6 separate regions of the Mus musculus genome follow, and all the other regions are linked to region 3. Evidence: chromatin contacts called from public HiCAR-type, HiChIP or PLAC-seq and Micro-C data. All regions are on one chromosome and are shown on one strand. Each heading gives the region's core, a stretch centred on a gene start, on an enhancer-like site or on the middle of the called end of the contact. The rest is flanking DNA. Distances are from core to core; before and after follow the strand shown.

Region 1 (3,098 bases), core at 154-2,653, 870 kb after region 3:
GATGAACAAGGAAATCCATCTCGTTTGCATACAAGCTTGCTTTTGTCTTAAATGGATTTTTGGTCTGCTTCTTTTCAAAATTCATTTTTTAGGTTAGGATACAAAGTAAGCATTCAAAGAAAGAAAACAAACTTTTTTTTTTAAACGACCAATGTTTGCTTTATACCACTATTATATCCTATATACCTCGAGTGGCATGAAAGTTTTTCAGGTGTCGGGGCGGCAAGTTGAAAAAGTCTAATTAGCTGTATTCTAGACTGCTCATTTCGACATTTACTTCCAAGCAATCTAGAGTGCCTTTTCGTGGCAGAAGCATGAATATGTGCTTTGTTTCGCACGGAGCTTCCTAGAGATTTAAATTCAAGCAGCACCATAGGACACAATAAAGGTTTTTACAGCACATCCATTTGTTTTGTTTGCTCTTCCCGTCCCTGGATACCCTGGCAAGGGGCTGAATATCTGTCAGCAACTTGCTTGGCATTTTTTTTTTTTTTTCTCATTTGGTACAGGCTCTCCTAAGTGATACAGATAAAATTCGTCCCTAGCACGAGAATGTGGCAAACAGATTTGGGTATGAGTTTGAAGTGAACCACACTGTAGATACAGCACGTGAACTCCACGCTGTAGGAACAGAGATTTCGTTTCTACCCTTGTAGAGAAACTGTGCCTGGCACAGATTTCCCCTGGAACTCGTTCGCTTGTGAGCGAGATGTGTTTCCTTTGGCTGGGCAGGAGGGAGATGGGGAGGAGGCAGTCTTGGAACAGCAGGCAGAACGGAGCGCACGTTCGCTGAGGGCGGAAGGAATCCCCAGCAGACCAGAGGGACACGCCCTGCCGCTCTCCCAAAGGGCGGTCTCTCCTGGGATGCCTGGCTTCCAGGCAGCCTGCAAAAACCCTTCTCTTTTCCAGGGCAGACAAGACGCCCTCGGCGAGCCAAAAGCCGCGTCAGCGGCCCCACCCACTCGCCTCCAACGGACCCAGGTCGCCTTCCCGGTTCCCAGCAGCCACCGCGGAGGCGCCGCCCGCACAGGGCATGCTGGGAGTCGAGGTACCCGGCGCTTCATGACTCTCTTCCGTTCGGAATTCCACTTGGAACGCCGTGAGGTAGCGTCGTAGTCGGCGCTCCAGCCCCGCACTCGCAGCTCCAGGGCCCCAAGAACGACACCCCCTTCCCGGGGCGCCGTGCACCGCGTCTCCCCGCAAAGAGCCCCGCTCCGCCCCCCCGACCCTGCTCTACGGAGATTGACAGCGGCGCGGCGCCCGGAGCTGCGGCCAAGTCGGAGGTGCGCAGGCGCACTAGCTCAGCGTTGACCCCTCCCACCCCCCAGTTAGGCCCGGAGGGCGGGGCCAGCACGAGGGCTCCAGGCCGCGGGGGCGCGCACGTAGGCACGTAGGGCCCGTCACGTGGGGCGCCGAGGATCGCAGTGCGCGTGGCCGCGGCGGCTGGTGTGGGGTTGAGTCAGTTGTGACACCCGGAGCTGCTGAGCGGACAGGCTGCCCTCGGGACCCCCGCGGCCCGGCAGCAGGCGCGGAGCTTCGGGAATCGTGAGCCTGGCCCCGTCCTAGAGCTCCGCGGAGCCGGCGCCGCCACCGTCCCCTCGCCCCCGCCAGCGAACCGCCGCCGCGGGCGCGCCCCCGCTCTGCGCTGCGCTGTCTCCTATGGCGTCCGCCTCCGGGGCCATGGCGAAGCACGAGCAGATCCTGGTCCTCGACCCTCCTTCAGACCTCAAATTCAAAGGTAGGCTGGCTGGGACGCTCCGGAGCGGAGCTGAGGCTGGGGCTGGGGCTGGCGGGCGGCGGCGGGGTGGCCGGGCCGTGCTCCCCTCCCCCACGCCCCGGCCGAGCGTCGGAGCCGCGGCCCCGCTGCGTCCCTCGGCCCCGCGCCTCGCCGTCCGCCGCTGCCGGGCCGGGCCGGGCCGGGCTGGGCTGCGCTGCGGAGGGGAGGGGAGGGAGCCGCCGGGCGCCGCGGAGGGCTCCGCCGCCATCTTGCGGCCCCGCGGGGGCGCCGTGGGAGCCCGCCCGCGCCTTGCCCGCCGGCCCGCATGGCGTCCTTGCCCCAGGGGCGGCCGCGGCGCGGCGCGGTGCGGTCGGGCGGTGCGGGAGGGCGACTGGGAGCCGGAGCTCCCTAGTCGGCGGGCGCCAGTGGGCGCCGTTCGGCGGCTTTGGGCAGGCGCGGTCCGCCGCGGGCGAGGAGGCGTTCACGGTCGCGGCCTCGCCCGGAGTCTTTCCCGGTCAGGTGCGGGACTCTGGCTGAGCCGGGAGACCAGGCAGCAGAGTCTCTGGCTGGGACTGACCCCGCGTGTTGGCACGGCCCCCAGGCGCGCGGCAGAAAGCTGTGCGTCAGCTGGGGCATGCATGGTCAGAGGTTAATGGTAGTGGGTCCCTTGTGTCAGCTCGGATTGTCCCTAGGTACGGAGGACCCAGTCCTTGAGTGCACACTGTCTTTACTGAAGAATTCTTTCAGCGTTTGTGACCCGCTTACGCTTGCGGTTTCCCTGCGTATCCCGAGAAAGCTGCTAAGGTGCCACACAGCTCTGGAACTGTTGACTTTGGAGCATTGACTGTGATAGACAGTGGCTTGGTGATTCTTGTTCAGATCCAAGGCGGTTTGCCTTCTCAGTGTGTAGGAAACGAAACGTTACACAGAACAATTTACTTTATTTTAAGGAGAACCAAAAGAATGGAGCTAAAGAGAAAACGTGATCCTTCCTATCTTTAAATGTAAAGTGCCCCCCTCCCCCCCCCCCGAAAGTTAATACCTTGCGTTTTAATTTCAGGAACTGATGAAAACAATTTTCCTTAGGCGCACATCGATTCCAGTACTAAGAGAAAAAGTAAACCCATTAATAGTAGTGTAAGAGTTAGTCCAAATGAAAATAGCTGAATTGTCCTTGTGGGAACAATTTAAAATAGTTCCAGACACTTAAAGATTTTATATCTTAAATAGTTTTAGGGCTTATAAACATTGGGTATTCTGCTAGTCACATGCCCTGCAGGTGTTTCAGTACATTCACAAGTTTCTCTTTACTAGACAAGAACTTGATTGTGATTTTAAGGCAGCTCTAATATCTTTGGAATTGGGTCGTGAACCACACTTA
Region 2 (3,152 bases), core at 575-3,074, 710 kb after region 3:
TCCTAGGCCCCTGTTGTCATGGTCAGGTGTGTCTGCTCAGGGTGATGTAGAGCATGTAGCTGACACTCAGCTTCCTGTTTTGTTTTAAAGCGATGCCACACAGCCCCTGAAGCCTCAGTGTGATCTATACCCTGCCAGCTTTCCCCTCAGTTGCCTAGAAGGTGGCAGGGTGTCTTTACTGCATAGCAAGGGCTTACTCCTTGCTGGAGAGGCTTGGTGGCTAGTCTTTGTGCTTGGTCACTTGTTGGAAGACAGGCTTCCTGCTCAAGGCACAGGCTGTTTTTAGGCTGGATCCCTGCTGGTGACTCTTTGCTATAGTCTCAGGCTCCTGCCTTTGGCCTCGAGGCTTTATCTTCTGGCATCAGGGTCATTGAGTCAGGTAAAGTGCGAGCGGGCCAGATGGCACGGTCTCTTTACATGTCCCTAGGAACCTTGCCTAGAACCTTGGTGCTCCTACTGTGTACTTAGTGTGTCTGACTCTGTTTCTTTTTGATAAGTGCTCCATGGTGGGATTAGCATTGGCCTGTGGGATACTCTGGTAGCATAACAATCTTGCAAAGTCAAGCGCTCAAGAACCTTAAGGATTTTTGTTTTCTACCAGTTATACACGTGTGGGTTTTCTCCTTTTATGCCACATGGGGACAATCGCAGCCAGCCTTGTGAATGCTCTCCCCTGGGGGTCAGTGGGGCACACTGTGGAAGCTAGCCCCGGAGAGTTAGCATGCCAGACTGCACCAGGCAGAGGTCCGTGGATACCCAGTAGGTCTCAGCTTTGCCAGTCATGTGCCAGGCCATCCCACCATGGAATCTGAACTAGTATTATGAAACAGGACACTTTAAAAAACAACACCACCCAATGTACATGTTCAAACACACACACACACAAATATTGCAGCAGTTGTCCTAACCTCAAAGGTGGAAAGCTTCCCAGTTAGCATTTTTAGCGCATACCGCCATGTGGCAAGAGCAGGAGACAGAGCGAAGAGGAGGGGGAGGAGTAGCCTATTTATTTTGGGCTAAAAAACTGCTTCCTGATGGGATCCCAAAGAGATTTGTGTTTGTGCTTTGGTTGTCTTGACAACAGTTTAGAGACTTCTGCTACTTCCTCAGCAGCCAAGGGAGTATTAAGAGTGCAGCTGAGGGCTTCCCGGCTTTTTCTTCCTCCACGGCCTTTGTTAGTATGTATCTGGTGTCTCACCAAAAGAGCATGCACACACACCCAGGATTTTCATGAGACATCCAGGCTGTGGGAGTGTAGATGTGTGCAGGGCTTGTGACAGAGTAGGGCTTCATGGTTGCAAGGGGGGCATTAGGACCCACAGTGAACAGGGTTCTACCTCCAAGTACAGCCATCAGAGCCATGTGATGTCAAGTGGATTGCTCTGAGACACACTGAGCTCTCTGATATGGAAAGCACCACCGGATAAGGTTCTGTGATTTGTTGGGAGTTTCCTGGAATAAATGCACATGACCATAAGTTAGAATAAACAACTATTTATCTACATATCTCACTTAAACCCCATTATCTCCCAGAGCATCAGGTGACAATTCCAACCTCACACTATAACTATCTATCAGGCTGTTTGCTGTTTCCATATAACAAAATACTCACGACTGGATACTCTGGGAAACAAAGAAGATCTGGTTTATTGTTCTTGTGTCTGTAAGAGTTCCCCCAAACAGTGGCACTGGCTTTCTGACTGCGTCAACTGTTGGTAGAAAGAATGCAGGGATGAGAAATTGCAAACGGCAGACATTGTGGCATGGCCAGTGGGAGAGAGGTTGTATTGGGGTAGAGTTGCCATTCTTCTTTCCTAGCAAAGCCTTAGAGTAAGGGCTTGCACAGATCCTCTCTGATCAGAGAGAGGGTCCAGATTCCTTTTTTCCAGCCTCTGTTGTATCTCCCTTAACCCCCATGATCTCTCACTGCATCGGGTGACAATTCCAACACCACACCATGGGTACCACTTTGTGTGCACACGGCTATCTGTGCTGCCTGTTGACTGACCGCTCTACCATGGATGGGGCCGGAAGAGCCGGTGCAGCACTTCGCCTCAACAGACACTCAGAACAGGCCCTCCTCAAGCAGCCTATTCTTTATGTGTCCTCTTGTCTAGGGAGATAATCGGCAGTCACGCTCCTACTGGCCTCTCTCCTTATCATTCTGTGCTAGTTCCATTGTGTTGCTGTGATAAAAATACTCCTACCAAAGGCAGTTTGGGGAAGAGAGGGGTTTTGGGGGACAGGTCAATCCGTTATTGTCTTTTTAAACAAATCCAAAATCTCTAATCTGTATGCTCCTGTAAAATGAAAAAAGGAAAGAAAAGAAATGTAAACTCGAGGAGTAAGCACTTCTTATCCCCGAATGGAAGAACCAGGGCATAAGAAGTAGCATATTAAGACTAAAGCATGGGGCCGGGCATGGTGGCGCATGCCTTTAATCCCAGCACTTGGGAGGCAGAGGCAGATGGATTTCTGAGTTTGAGGCCAGCCTGGTCTACATAGTGAGTTCCAGGACAGCCAGGGCTACACAGAGAAACCCTGCCTCGAAAAAAAACAACAACAACAAAAAAACAAAAACAAACAAACAAACAAAAAAGACTAAAGCATGGTATGATGACACATTCCCTTAATCCAATGCTCAGGAGGCAAAGGTAGGTAGATCTCTGTGAATTTGAAGGCAGCCTGGCCTGCTTAGTGAGTTCCAGGACAGCCAAGGCTATGTAGAGATACCTTGTCTCAAAAAACAAAATCAAACAAAAAACGCTAAACCAAAAGACATGTTCTGTAGTTCAGAATCTGGAACTCACTCATGATCTCCTGGGCCCCAAAAGGCGTGGGCAATTTTGCTTCTCCAGGTCTGCCATCTGTGTAATAAATAGCTCCTTTCATAGGCTTAGGTTGGTTGCACATATAACCCTTTGCTGTCCTAGGTCATCTTTCCCTGGCCCTGGCAGCTCCAACATCCTGGGGTCTCCATTGCAACTGAGGCTGTTGCCTTATGTGACGGTTTGTATATGCTTGGCCCAGGGAGTGGCACTATTAGGCGTGGCCTCATTGGAGTAGGTGTGTCACTGTGGGCATGGGCTTAAGACTCTCATCCTAACTGCCTGGAAGTCAGTCTTCCATTTGCAATCTTCAGATGAAGATGT
Region 3 (2,812 bases), core at 117-2,616:
CAATTCACACAGACAAGCGTCACTACCGTACTGTAGTGAGCATTTAGCGTTAATTGCCTTACAGAAGCATGTTGCTCCCATACAAAATGACAAATGTCACAGCTACGCTTTAACCTATTAGTATAAATTAAATCATAAACAGCGACAGTCGCGGGTGGATCAGTGGCACTGAGCAATCTATGAGGGAACGGGAGGCTGGGGGCTGGTCACACTGGCTGCAGGCCATCTGCGCTGATGAGGGGAGGTCAGCCTGTACCAGTGCACAGGGTCGCCTCAATGCTAAGGACTCGATAAAAATTCTCTCCTCCTCCAGTCCTCCTGAATTTTACCAAGGAAAGCAGCCCTGCTGATGTGGGGGAGACTAGCAGAGACTGGAAGCCACACCCTTTCCCAAGACCAATTTGCACTTGCAGCTGGGCTCCTGACCTCCGGAGACTGCCAGCTAATCGGATCACGTTGAACCAGGGCGGGGAGGCCCTGGGACCCATCAGATAGGCAATACTGGGCTCTCCAAGCCACAGTAACTTCTGCCCAGGAGGAGCCTGTTTAAGCCGAGAAGAACCCGCCCAGACACACACACAACCCCCTCCCAAAAAAGAGGCTAACTTTGTTTTGAAAGTCATCCTAAAATGCCCTCCTTAGGATTATGACTTTGCGTAGGCCCTTTTGGTTTGTGACTGACAACCTCCGATTTGACCACTTTATTTTTATCGCCGTACCACAGATTCTTCAGGTTAGCGTTGAATTTGAGTTAGGCTACGACGAAAACAAAGAGTTGGCCTCCCAGTTCAGCTTTGCTAATTGAAATGTGAAAACAAGAGTAAGAAGGCAGGACAATAGGGGTCCGGGCTAAACCTTTATTCTACAGCTCCCGCAACAGCCGCGCCTTTCTTTGTCCCTCTAGACACCCGTAGGCTCAGTGACTTCAGAGGGAAGGCTCCAGCTGTATGCAAAGCGCAGGGTCGGAGGTGGAGGCTGTGGCAAAGGGTGCTGTGTGCCGTACTGGATTTCCATATCAATAGCTGCCTATTCTGTCTTCCTTTCTGTTTCTTCCCCCACTTCTTGGTTAAGGATGACCTTGAACGGCCTATCTTCCCCCACCCTCCTAACCCCCCACCCCCGCTTCCAAGTGCTGAATTTACAGGCTTCTGTCACAACTCCCCGTTTTGGATGAATTTATTCTCAAAGGAGCTTGCGAAACAAGCGGATTTTGGTCACCTGATGTCTGAACCAGGGACTCCAAGATAGAGGGAAAGTGACTTATCTAGGATCCATGGCTTCTAACCAGCAGAATGGAAACTCCCTTCAGAGACTCTCATACAGTCTTGGCCCACAACCTACATGCAGCCTGGTGGGTTCGTACAGCTCCTCGGAGCATGCGTGCGCTGAGGCTGCCTAAGCGGGCGAGCACAGCTCCTCGGAGCATGCGTGGGCTGAGGCACGCTAGTCTTGCTTTCCTCCTTTCTCCACTGTCTGTCATGCTCTCCCTCTGTCACCTGTCCTCTAGGAGTGTGGTTTGGAGAGCTGATCCACGCTTCCCTGCCCTCTTGTCTTTGTGAGGGAAGGAGGTCGGTGGTACCAGGAGCGCTGAGGCCTGAGGTCTCTATACACTGTTTTAGAGGGGACAGGGGGGTACAAGCGATACGGAGGAGGAGAGAATGAGTCCAGAGGACAGCTTGGAACAGAGCCGGCTGGGCGTCAGTTCCGCCAAGCCTCAGAAAGGAGACGAATGCAATGGTTTTCCTTTTTTGATGGTCCAATATTGAGGCAGGTTAAGGGATATCAGGGAAAGCTTTTTCCAGAGCCTGCTGGTCTCCAAAGGGCTTTCATTGATAATCACTAGAGGCTGGAAAGGGCACGGCGGTTAAGGGAAGCGATTGCCCTACAGAGAGCCTGACTCAGTCCCCAGCACCCATGTCAGGCAGCTCACAACCACCGATATAACTCCATCTCCAAAGGATCTGACCCTTCTGGCCTCTGATTGGCACCTGTACTCACATACACAGACATACTCAAACAGACAGGCATACACGCATACCACCATACCCGTCTCTTCTTTTAATTGACAAACAATAATTGTGCATGGGCATGTATGTATCACACGATTTTTTTTTTTAAACACAGTCATGTTTTAAAAGATTTATGTATTTTTACTAACGTGTATGTGCATGCATCTGTGTGAATTTTATGTGTACCATTTCATGAAGGTGCCTGTGCAGACCGGAGGGTGGCAGATGTCCTGACACTGGAGTCATAAGTGATTGGGAGTCACCTCATGTGATGGGCTAGGGTCCTCCCTTAGGTCTTCTGCAAGAGCTAGACTCACTCTTAGCTACTTTGAGGGCCTGCCAGCGACACCCGCTCTCTGGGTAGAATGCAATGAAACAGTCTATTTCTAGTCTGCAGATAGATGATGACATGTGGCCTCTGTAATCCACCGTAGGAAAAAGATTACCGTGCACACACTGGTTCTGTGTGAGCCAAAGTATCCTGCTCTAAGTTTTCATCAGCTAAATTGATCTTCATCTTTGGGTGGTTTACGTTTGTAAATGTGGCAAGTGCTAGTAGTGATAGACTTCTCAGCTTGAATAATGTGGAGAAAAGAGTGAGGTTTTTGCACTTATAAATGAGAAATGGGAGTGGTACAAGTCTCTCAAGCAACGTAAGATAAGATGTGAAACATTCAAGTTGGTAGTTGACCCCATTTTATTTGATTGAGAAAATACTTCATTATAAAATATTTTAACCCTTCATTTTCCTCCTGTAAGTAGCTATTTTCTCTTTATAAAATGGGAAAGGAAATTTGAAAAAA
Region 4 (3,017 bases), core at 446-2,945, 620 kb after region 3:
TAGTCAGTGCTGCATTGTTACTCAGTATTGCCCTAACGTGGGTGCTTGAACTACAGAAGCTCCAAGAGTAAGAGAAAGTCTGAGCCAGGCAAAAGCCGTCCTGCCCTTCTGGCTTCCTAGGATGGGAACATCTGGGAACAGTGGAGCTTGTGTGCTGGAGAGCTCTATACACCTGAAGGTGCGCCACCGCCCAGCTGTCTGCAGGAGCATCACTCTGTGTGGACGGGTCTCCGAACATGTAGGAAATGACCGTTGACGGATGACTAGAAAGTGCACATTGATGGCGGTGTGTCTTGTGCCCTTTCCCGGCTTGCCAGCTATACTGCCTGAGAACCTGACTCAAGCCGGGCTTTCACCTAAACTGATCATTAGTGAAGCCTGTTCTGTCCCCCGTGGAGACCTGCATAGTATCCAGAGTTAAAGGCTGCATAGTGTGACTGGCGAAGGTAAAGATCACTTTCATGGTCTTACGCACCTCTGAATCTGTTGTCTGCAGATCAGCAATCGGGTCCTGTACGTGCTTTTCACACATGTGCAAGAGCTCTTTGGCACCGTGGTCCTGAAGCAAGTAACAAGACCTCTGCGCTGGTCCAACATGGCCACGATGCCCACACTGCCAGAGACCCAAGCAGGCATCAAGGAGGAGATCAGGAGACAGGTGTGTGCTGCCCTGCCTGCCCCTGCCCCTGCCCCTGCCCCTGCCCCTGCCCCTGCCCCTGCCCCTGCCCCTGCCCTTCTCTCTCCTCAGCCCTCCCTGCCTGCTTCTGTGCTGCCCACAAAGGGCTGTGGAATGGAGGTGGTCAGCCCTAGCTTATGGAGTAGTGTGCAGTTCCTGTGTACAGTCCTCCGCCTCTTGTGTGCTGAAGTTGTGGGACCACACCCAGTTTTGTGCAGTGCTGAGGATGGAACCCAGGGCCTTATGCAAGTGTCTACCCACTGAGCTCTGCCCTTGTCCTGGGAGCATGTTCTTCAGGGCACATTTCCAGCTGTCCTAGTTCATATTGTGTGAGTGAGCTGCCGTGTTAGAAATAGCAATAGCATAGGGTTTTAAACTGTAAGAATTAGTTTCAAATTTCCACTCTGCTCATCTTCTTTTGACATATATATGAGTACACTCCAGACGAGAGCATCAGATCCCATTACAGATGGTTGTTGTGCATCCAGTGCTCTTAACCTCTGTGCCATCTCCTCAGCCCTCTGCTCATCCTTGACATGCTAATGTAAGGCAAATTGTTCAACCTCCTTAAACCTTGGTATTCTCATTTTAGAATGGATCAACTCAGGGAATGAATGTGGGGAATAATGCATGGGAAGGACTCAGCCCATAGCCAGGATCTCAAACATGTTTGCTTTTCTGGACAAAGTGCAACACGTTACCCATCCTGTTTTACAGCTAAGATACTGTGACATAATTCCTAGACTATGTAACCAAGATTAGCTCAAGCATGGAGCTTTTCCACTGTACTACTTTGGTATCTAGAAGAAACCCAGCAAATGTGTGTGTGTGAACACGCACAAGTGTGTCAGGGGAGGCAGAGAGCCTGAGACTGACTGGTAAGAAACTCAAGACCGAGTAGAACCTTGAGAACGCTGGTTGCGTTGCATGACTATTACCACAGGCCTGTTTTCCTTGTTGGCTGAGTTCTACTTACCAGTTGCTGTGAGGAGAGAAGGAAGAGCAAAGATATGGGCTAATTACTACTGAACCTCCAAAAATAAGGGACTGAGGTCGCTGTTGCTGTGCAGATCGAGAGCTGGGGGTCTTCATCTGAGAAACTGCAGGTGCTGCTGTCAGATAACAAGACCAGTGGACACCATGTATCCTTTTGTTATCTAGGAGTTCCTTTTGAATTGTTTACATCGAGATCTGCAGGGCGGGATAAAGGACTTATCTAAAGAAGAAAGATTATGGGAAGTACAGAGGATTCTGACTGCCCTCAAGAGAAAGCTGAGGGAAGCTAAAAGACAAGTGAGTTATTCTCTTACATCTTGTGTCTAATAAACCTACAGGAAGTGTGGATGAGCCTTCTGTACACTGCTGTAAGATATTCTTTTAAAAGTAGAACATACCTGTCTGTTGATGCTAAATTCTCTGGTGGGAAATTTATTCACACAAATGTTTCCTGCTTTGTGTTATTCATACTTTAGTGTGGTATAAATCAAATATTTCATTAAGTTTAGAAAGACTTTTTGTTTTTTAATTACAAAGGTGATCTTGTTATTTCCTGCCTGGTTTGTGTCTGTGGACAGAGCTGTAAGAGTGAGAGACACTGCTGAGAAGTTTGAGTTTTGAATGGAAATGCAGGGCTGGAAGGCCCAGGACGGATTCTGCTTTGCAGTCACTGGAGGGAAGAACCGTGTGGCCCTGCTGCTTTGTTGGGAGTGCACAAGGCCCACTTGTGGTTTTGTGCTACTTTAGTGTGTGAAGCTGAGTCTGGATTCAGTTTCCCAGTCACATCAAAGCTAAAATCCACACCTCTGAAAGGTCGTACAAGCCACATGCAGACCCAGCAGCAGATTGAGTAGCACAGCCTGCGGACACTAGTTAACACCTCTGGGACCTGGAGAGTGGAGCTGTGGGTCATTGTGAGAAGACAACACCTCAGGCCTTTTGCTTCAAGGATACGGCACTTGTTGAGAGCACAAGCCTGAGATCCTTGTAGCTGCACACAGTTTTCAATCTGGGAGGGAACCTTTCCTTTTGTTTTTCTCTCCAGCTCACTAAACTGTCAATCTTTTGTTTCCTCTGTCTCATGGACTCTTTTTGTTGTTGTTGTTGTTTGTTTGTTTTAATAAGATCTCATGTGGGCCAGTAGTCTCAAGTTTGTTCTATAGCCAAGGTGACCTTGAACTCTGGATCCTGCTGCCTCTGTCTCCCACATGCTGGATTATAGGCATGGGCCACCATGCTTGGCTTTGGATGTGTGCCTAAGTTTCCCAGGGCAGATTGCAGTTGTTGATCTAATTGCGTTGTCCAGCAGCCCTTATGTGAAGAGTCCGGGACATAGATGGATGTT
Region 5 (3,213 bases), core at 385-2,884, 590 kb after region 3:
CTCCCTGAGTTCTCTTCTGTTTAGCTTTTCTCTGATAGGAGACAAAAATGGTTCCTCCTTTTGCAGACCTCAAGTACTTCACTGCACCAGAACAGAGAGGAAGCTTCGGTTTAGTGGAAGCCTCGGTCTGTCTCTGTGGGTTATTGGCTCTGGTTGGACATGATGCCTAGTTCTAAAACAGTTACCAGCGGAAATGGTTATGTGGTGTTCCTTAAGGGGGAGGGAAGACTGCTGAGAAACAGCCAATAAATATGCTCTTTATTTGCACCTCCATTAGCACAAATAAATAATAAAAAAAAGTGTGCATAGATTACTCCTGGATTGGCTCACGTAAACGCGGCACTTAAAGGCTCTGCAGAAACTATGGCTCAGAAGGAAGTCAGTCTTCACTCTTGCTTTTCCCTCTCCCTTGCTGTGTCCCCCACTTCTCTGCTTTCAGCCTTATTCACTTCCACGGTGAACGAGTCACGTGATGTTACACGTAAATTACTCAGTTAAAAAAAAAAAAAAAAGCCTCTTTCCCCACCTCATTATCCCATATGTCAATTCCAGGGAAGGCTCCATAAAGCCCCGCTCAGGCAGTGCTTATCCCTTGACCAAATCAGAACTGCCAGCGGGAAGGAGTAATTTAACTGGCGTACTCACAGGCCATCTTCTCATGGAGGCTGTTTTATTGCTACAGGGGTTGTGGAAAGGTCCCTCTAGGACCTCAGTGTTCCACTGGGAGTGACTCTTTTGCACAAGGGGATGGACTTGTCATATTTGAGCAAAGATGGCTTGGGAGTGTAGCACACGATGGATCAGTGAAGAAGCAGACACTAGAAATCTCATCTCTCTTCTGACTGCCAATGTCATAAACCCAGAATAATTCCATGGAGTGCTGTTTATTACAGTATGCACCAGCCAACACGTTTTCCGTCCTTCGTGGGGGACTTCTGGAGGATACGCAGCTGTTTCTATTTGTAAGCTGAACGTGATGCTGTGCGGCTTTAACTCGGGTATGGATTGCTAACTGCGGAGGCAAGTGGGTGGGAGCCAGCAGTTTCCCGCAAGTCAACACACTTCAGGGGTCCTGCGGATTGCCCAGCCCTGGCCCCAGAAGCCTCCTTTCTCCAAACCCCCAGGCAAGAATTCTCCAAAGGAAGATCTCCGCCCAAAGAAGGCCAGCAAGGTGCTCCGCCCAGAGGCGGGGTGGGTCAGCAGCCCAGGCTGGTTTAACTGGTTGGAACCACTTAAAGTACGCAGACGCTGGGGGGAAAAGTGTCACTCTCAGTAGCTGCGGACACCAGGCCAGAGCTTGGGGAGGAACGCGCTTTCTTTCCAGCAGAGCTCCGCAGGGCTCCCACACTGTTTTCACTTGGATTCGCTCCGGTAGGTGTGTGTGTTCCACTCGCTCCCCAGAACACTGCGCAGGCGCCTGCAGAGCCTTAGCGTTTGGCGCATCCTCTCGCGGGTTCCCTGTTCCCCCTTAACGAGTTCCAGCTCGGGAGGCGCGGTGCTTTCTGGGCGTTGTGGTTTATGTCGGAGACAAGGGCCCTACAGCAGCGGGGCGTTGGGTTAACTAGAACTACAACTCCCGGCGTGCCCCACGCGAGGACGCGGGGCGTTTGCCCTAGCCGGCCCTAGCCGTCACGGCCAAGGAGCCGAGGACCCGGGAAGCCGGCTGCGGCGGGAGGAGGGCGTGCGCGTGCGCGCTGGGCCGGCTCGTCCTGTTCTGTCCCAATCATTGTAAACAGGCGAAGGCTGGGCGGGGTGGGAATGGGGCTCCCGCGGCCGGCCCGGGGTGCAGCGCAGGAGGCGGCGGTTGTGGCGGAAGCGTGAGTGCGAGGAGGCGGCGGCGGCTGCAGCGGAGCGGACGGTCGCTCGGCGGCAGGCACTGGTCAGTGGCGGGGAGCGGACGCTCGCGGGGGTCGCAACGCTGCGGCGGTGTCCGTGGGAGCCGTCGGGCGCCCGGCCTCGCGCCCGCGCCTGTCACGCAGCGTGCCGGGCTTGGGATCCCGGGCTCGGAATGGGAGTTGGGGGTGGGGGGCGTGGCCGCCCCGCCTTACGTTGTCCGTGAAAGCTTCACCCCGGAGCTTGCTCCTTTGGGGTGGGTCACGCCGCCTGCCCGACAGGCCTCCTTGGGAGCACCCGGGTGTGTCCTGTGTTGCTCTGGGACCCAGAGGCTAGTTGGGAGTCCAGCTGCTTCCTCGGACCCTTCCAGGCCTCGGGGCATCCCTGCGGGCCACACCTGGCCGGAGCTGCGGCCGGGGACTGGCCTGACGCAAGCCTTCCGGTTTATGGGTCGCATCTGCCTCGCGCATCTGGCTCGCCCACCTGTCTCCGTGTTTGCCGGGTAGAGTCGGGGGAACAGCTCCTGTTGTCGCCCGTGGCAGGCGTTGGGCAAGGGGACGACCCTGTTTGCAGTGGTACTTGTTCCAGGGTTCAGAAGTGTTCTGTCTGATCTGGAGTTAGGAGCTCCATTCTCAACGGCGTTTTCAAGCGTTTTCGTACCAGAGTGTTCTCAGTCGAGGCCAGCTTTCTTTTTCCATCTTTTAAATATGTCGTTGTGAAACAGGTTTGACGAATTACTCCACTTTCCAGTCTCCTGAAGTAGGTAGGGCTGGTTCAAGTTTGGAGATTATTACAAGGATTCTTCCAGAGAGAGCAGCGTGCGTACCCTAAGGTTTTTAGAGATCACAGCTGTTTTCATTAGAGGTCTGTGCTTGTGACAGAAGTGCTATAGTGTGGGCATTGAGCTGTTGCACTGCCCAGCTTTGGTGGTGTTGATGGAACGGGGGTGGGCTAACACTGGTGCTTTGGGGTAGCATTACCTATACTTGGCCGTTATTAACAAAGTACTCAGTGATAAGTTATAAGCCTACTTTTGGTTTAGTGTTCAGACAGCACTTTAAGGAAAGGTCCCATCACTTTCTGTAGTAGGAATTATCTCGATGATTTCAAGGTCCTGGATGTCTTCTTCAAAATGAAGAACTCCTGTTAGTGGTGTTAGCATTTTCAGAGGTCTGCAGTCAGTAGAGTGCTTCTTGTTTTTCAGTGTGTCCCATAGACCCAAGAGAGATAGGTTAGTTTAATAGCAGTTGCTGTTAAGTAAATTTTAAAACGAAGTATCTAGAAGCCAGCTGGTGGTGGCACACACCTTCAGTCCCAGCTCTCTGGAGGCAGAGCTCTGTGAGTTTGAAGTCAGCCTTGTTACAGAGCGGGTTCCAGTAT
Region 6 (2,814 bases), core at 287-2,786, 560 kb after region 3:
TGCATAAGAAGGAATACAACGAGCTTTTACAATTACACTAAAAAGAAAAATAGGTGTCGAACAAATTTGTGATCAAGTAAAATCATTCATTTTAGATCAGGTACAAGGATGAAGCTACAAGTGTGCGCTATGTATGATAAAGCAAGGCCTGTGCAATGTTGCTATGAACTTATAATGAGCTTATAGAATGAAACACCGCGAGGCTGGCGAGATGGCTCAGAGGTTAAAAGCACTGACTAATCTTCAAAAGGTCCTGAGTTCAATTCCCAGCAACCACATGGTGACTCACAACCATCTGTAATGGGATCCGATACACTCTCCTGATGTGTCTTTAGACAGCTACAGTGTACTCATATACATAAAATAAGCCAGGCAGTGGTGGCTCACGCCTTTAATCCCAGCACTTGGGAGGCAGAGGCAGGCGAATTTCTGAGTTCGAGGTCAGCCTTGTCTACATAGTGAGTTCCAGGACAGCCAGAGCTACAAAGAGAAAGCCTGTCTCCAAAAACAAAAACAAAAACAAACAAACAAATAAATAAAAAGACCATATGCATAAAATAAATAAATCTTTAAAATAAGAAAAATATATATATAAAAAAAAGACTGAAACACGGCTTCAAACTTACTATGGACTCCCCTTTTGTATAACATTTTATCTGGCCTGAGAGAAGGAAAAAGGTGGTAACACCTGGGGCTATGCCCCATCCACCTACCAAATGTATATATATATATGTATATCTGTCTATACATAGATATGTAGGTATATGTGTATTATGTAAATAGGCATGAACACTTGTGGAGCTGGTAAGACATGCGGTCGGACCGGACCCGACCAGAGTGTATGTGTGTATGAATGTGTATATGTCTGTACATATTGCCTGCATAAAGGATTTTCTTACTGCACGCATGACTTTCTTTTCCTTTTTCTCTGGCTCTCAGAGAGTTAGCGAAACTCTGAGCCTCTCACCAATCAGAGAGGGGCTCATGAGTAAAGGCACAAAGAGCCTGAATAAGCTTACTTTAACCCTCCCCCACTCCTCCCCCCACCCCACCCCACACCACCACCACCACCACCCACCCCTCCACCCCCACCCCTACCCCCCCAGGGCTACATGGAAGAGCCTTGTCTAGAAAACGAGAGAGACAGAGACAGGGAGAGAGGAGGAGAAGAAGAAGAAGAAGAAGAAGAAGAAGAAGAAGAAGAAGAAGAAGAAGAAGAAGAAGAAGAAGAAGAAGAAGAAGAAGAAGAAGAAGAAGAAGAGGAGGAGGAGGAGGAGGAGGAGGAGGAGGAGCAGGAGGAGGAGGAGCAGGAGGAGGAGGAGGAGCAGGAGGAGGGGAGAGGGAGGAGCAGGGAGAGGGATGTATTTTTAAAGAAGACTATTTTTAATCACATAAAACACTAGCCCAGGTTCTCGTCTGTTAGCAGTGCTTTACTGTGTGAGACGACCACTTCCCTCAGCCTCTCTATGGTCCCCTCCTCCTGTCCTGATCACGGGGCCTCCATGCTGATCATGACTCAGAATGTCCTCCTGGTCATACAAAGCCTTCGCTCCCTTGCTGGGGCCAGGGCTTCCAGCATGGAAGAAGCACTGAGTGGTGCTCACGTTAAGTAACTGATCATTTATTAGGGCAAACCAACCCTGCAAGAGTTGGCAGCTCTCCTTCCTTTGTGAGTTGTTTTGAAAAGACTTTCCAGATTTCCTCCCTGGAATCTTTTTGCAGAAGAGTGTGAGGCTCCTCCTCTGGGCTGCAGTACACACCCTGGCTCCACTCCTGCAGCCATGGCAGGGGGCCAGGCACGTTCACGCTCTAAGGCTCCAAAACAATGACAGAGGCAACAAAATGAAGCTGATGATGCGGCCTCCAGCTGATGAGGAACACTGAGCGCAGTCCAAGAGTGCAACTATTCAGAGATTCCCTCCTGGGCTGTACAGAGAGGGGCCTTCCCCAGAATGCTGGTCTCCAAACAGCTGTGTCTTGTTCAGCTGCCTCCTGTTCAGTGGGAGAAGGGGAGAAGTTGTTTCTTATTCAATATTTGATTCTTCTGACTCTGCTAATGAGTTATATAGATAGACTCCAAGTCTATCTATATTACCTATATTTTCAGTTACTTTCAAATACTGATCTTTCTGCTGGAGCTATAAGCAGCCAGGCCTGCAATGGGGACCCTTCTCCAGGGGAGCAGAGACAGCACCTACAGAGAATGCATATTTCCCACAGGCCGGGGAACTGAAGGAGGGCACCTCTCCTGGAGCTCAGAGCTCATCCACACCAACTGCATCCTGGGTAGGATATCTCTCCCATCATTCCCAAGTCAGTGATGGAATGGCCTATATGTATTGTCTCCATACCGTTGCTGGCTAGTTTTACGTCAACTTGACACAGCTAGAGTCATCTGAGAAATGGGAACCTCAATTGAGGAAAAAAAAAATGCATTCCTAAGATTGAGATTGTAGGCAATTCTGGTAGCGCATTTTCTTAATTAATGATTAGTGAGTAGGGCCAACTCTGTTGTGGGTGGTTCCATCCCTGGGCTGGTGGTTCTGGGTTCTATAAGAAAGCAGGCTGAGCCGGGCGTGGTGGCACACGCCTTTAATCCCAGCACTCGGGAGGCAGAGGCAGGTGGATTTCTGAGTTCGAGGCCAGCTTGGTCTACAGAGTGAGTTCCAGGACAGCCAGAGCTAAAAGAGAAACCCTGTCTCGAAAAACCAAAAAAAAAAAAAAGAAAAGAAAAGAAAGAAAGCAGGCTGTATAAGCCAGTAAGCAGCACCCTCTATGGCCTCTGCATCTGCTCCTGCCTCCAGGTTCCTGCCC

What was found. A called contact is a pair of places that touch in the nucleus more often than the background predicts. HiCAR-type assays count read pairs that join an accessible place to other places. HiChIP or PLAC-seq counts read pairs in DNA pulled down with a chosen protein or histone mark.
Region 1: a Micro-C map of embryonic stem cells shows a contact between it and region 3, with 8 times the contacts expected there. The contact joins the promoter of Vapa here to the enhancer-like site in region 3. A contact is called at or near these places in 1 of 39 promoter capture datasets (hippocampal neurons), 1 of 484 Hi-C or Micro-C datasets (embryonic stem cells) and 4 of 115 datasets of contacts at active chromatin or transcription factors (the NIH/3T3 cell line, embryonic stem cells, epiblast stem cells and 1 more).
Region 2: a contact with region 3 is called in an H3K27ac HiChIP or PLAC-seq map of extraembryonic endoderm stem cells, with 7 times the contacts expected there. The contact joins two enhancer-like sites. A contact is called at or near these places in 3 of 39 promoter capture datasets (cranial neural crest, hippocampal neurons and liver), 2 of 115 datasets of contacts at active chromatin or transcription factors (embryonic stem cells and extraembryonic endoderm stem cells) and 1 of 9 other capture datasets (embryonic stem cells).
Region 4: a contact with region 3 is called in an H3K27ac HiChIP or PLAC-seq map of trophoblast stem cells, with 7 times the contacts expected there. The contact joins two enhancer-like sites. A contact is called at or near these places in 1 of 15 datasets of contacts at CTCF or cohesin (embryonic stem cells), 28 of 484 Hi-C or Micro-C datasets (the Ba/F3 cell line, the G1E-ER4 cell line, adipose-derived mesenchymal stem cells and 16 more), 5 of 115 datasets of contacts at active chromatin or transcription factors (differentiating embryonic stem cells, embryonic hindbrain, embryonic stem cells and 2 more) and 4 of 9 other capture datasets (embryonic stem cells, embryonic tail, embryonic trunk and 1 more).
Region 5: a HiCAR-type map of embryonic stem cells shows a contact between it and region 3, with 3 times the contacts expected there. The contact joins the promoter of Ralbp1 here to the enhancer-like site in region 3. A contact is called at or near these places in 6 of 39 promoter capture datasets (the 3T3-L1 cell line, cranial neural crest, embryonic stem cells and 2 more), 1 of 15 datasets of contacts at CTCF or cohesin (large pre-B cells), 10 of 484 Hi-C or Micro-C datasets (the C2C12 cell line, cerebral cortex, embryonic stem cells and 1 more), 19 of 115 datasets of contacts at active chromatin or transcription factors (the NIH/3T3 cell line, embryonic forebrain, embryonic midbrain and 8 more) and 1 of 9 other capture datasets (embryonic tail).
Region 6: an H3K27ac HiChIP or PLAC-seq map of embryonic stem cells shows a contact between it and region 3, with 2.7 times the contacts expected there. The contact joins two enhancer-like sites. A contact is called at or near these places in 3 of 115 datasets of contacts at active chromatin or transcription factors (all in embryonic stem cells) and 3 of 9 other capture datasets (embryonic stem cells, embryonic tail and embryonic trunk).

The regions. Positions count from the first base shown.
Region 1 is chr17:65,611,860-65,614,957 of GRCm38.p6, reverse strand. Vapa (vesicle-associated membrane protein, associated protein A) reads left to right here and starts at 1,403. Exons shown (of 6, transcript NM_013933.3): 1 at 1,403-1,738. The coding sequence starts at 1,660.
Region 2 is chr17:65,766,558-65,769,709 of GRCm38.p6, reverse strand. All of the region lies in intron 1 of Rab31 (RAB31, member RAS oncogene family), which reads left to right. Among named protein-coding and RNA genes, the nearest start is that of Rab31, 4.6 kb to the left of the region's middle. Within about 2 kb of position 1,824, at least 64 of the 459 cell types and tissues checked have an H3K27ac peak or open chromatin away from gene starts, as enhancers often do. A contact at or near this core is called in extraembryonic endoderm stem cells, where this site is marked.
Region 3 is chr17:66,478,060-66,480,871 of GRCm38.p6, reverse strand. No RefSeq gene overlaps it. Among named protein-coding and RNA genes, the nearest start is that of Gm41608, 27 kb to the left of the region's middle. RefSeq lists an enhancer at 1-2,476. Within about 2 kb of position 1,366, at least 124 of the 459 cell types and tissues checked have an H3K27ac peak or open chromatin away from gene starts, as enhancers often do. A contact at or near this core is called in cerebral cortex, embryonic forebrain, embryonic stem cells and 7 more, where this site is marked.
Region 4 is chr17:65,856,614-65,859,630 of GRCm38.p6, reverse strand. Ralbp1 (ralA binding protein 1) reads left to right here. Exons shown (of 10, transcript NM_001198949.1): 5 at 497-658; 6 at 1,838-1,969. Among named protein-coding and RNA genes, the nearest start is that of Ralbp1, 27 kb to the left of the region's middle. Within about 2 kb of position 1,695, at least 13 of the 459 cell types and tissues checked have an H3K27ac peak or open chromatin away from gene starts, as enhancers often do. A contact at or near this core is called in rod photoreceptor and trophoblast stem cells, where this site is marked.
Region 5 is chr17:65,883,344-65,886,556 of GRCm38.p6, reverse strand. It overlaps Ralbp1 (ralA binding protein 1), which reads left to right and starts at 1,634. Exons shown (of 10, transcript NM_001198949.1): 1 at 1,634-1,879.
Region 6 is chr17:65,915,278-65,918,091 of GRCm38.p6, reverse strand. Gm35550 (a long non-coding RNA gene) reads right to left here. Exons shown (of 3, transcript XR_385706.4): 3 at 1,413-1,992. Among named protein-coding and RNA genes, the nearest start is that of Gm35550, 3.7 kb to the right of the region's middle. Within about 2 kb of position 1,536, at least 171 of the 459 cell types and tissues checked have an H3K27ac peak or open chromatin away from gene starts, as enhancers often do. A contact at or near this core is called in embryonic stem cells, where this site is marked.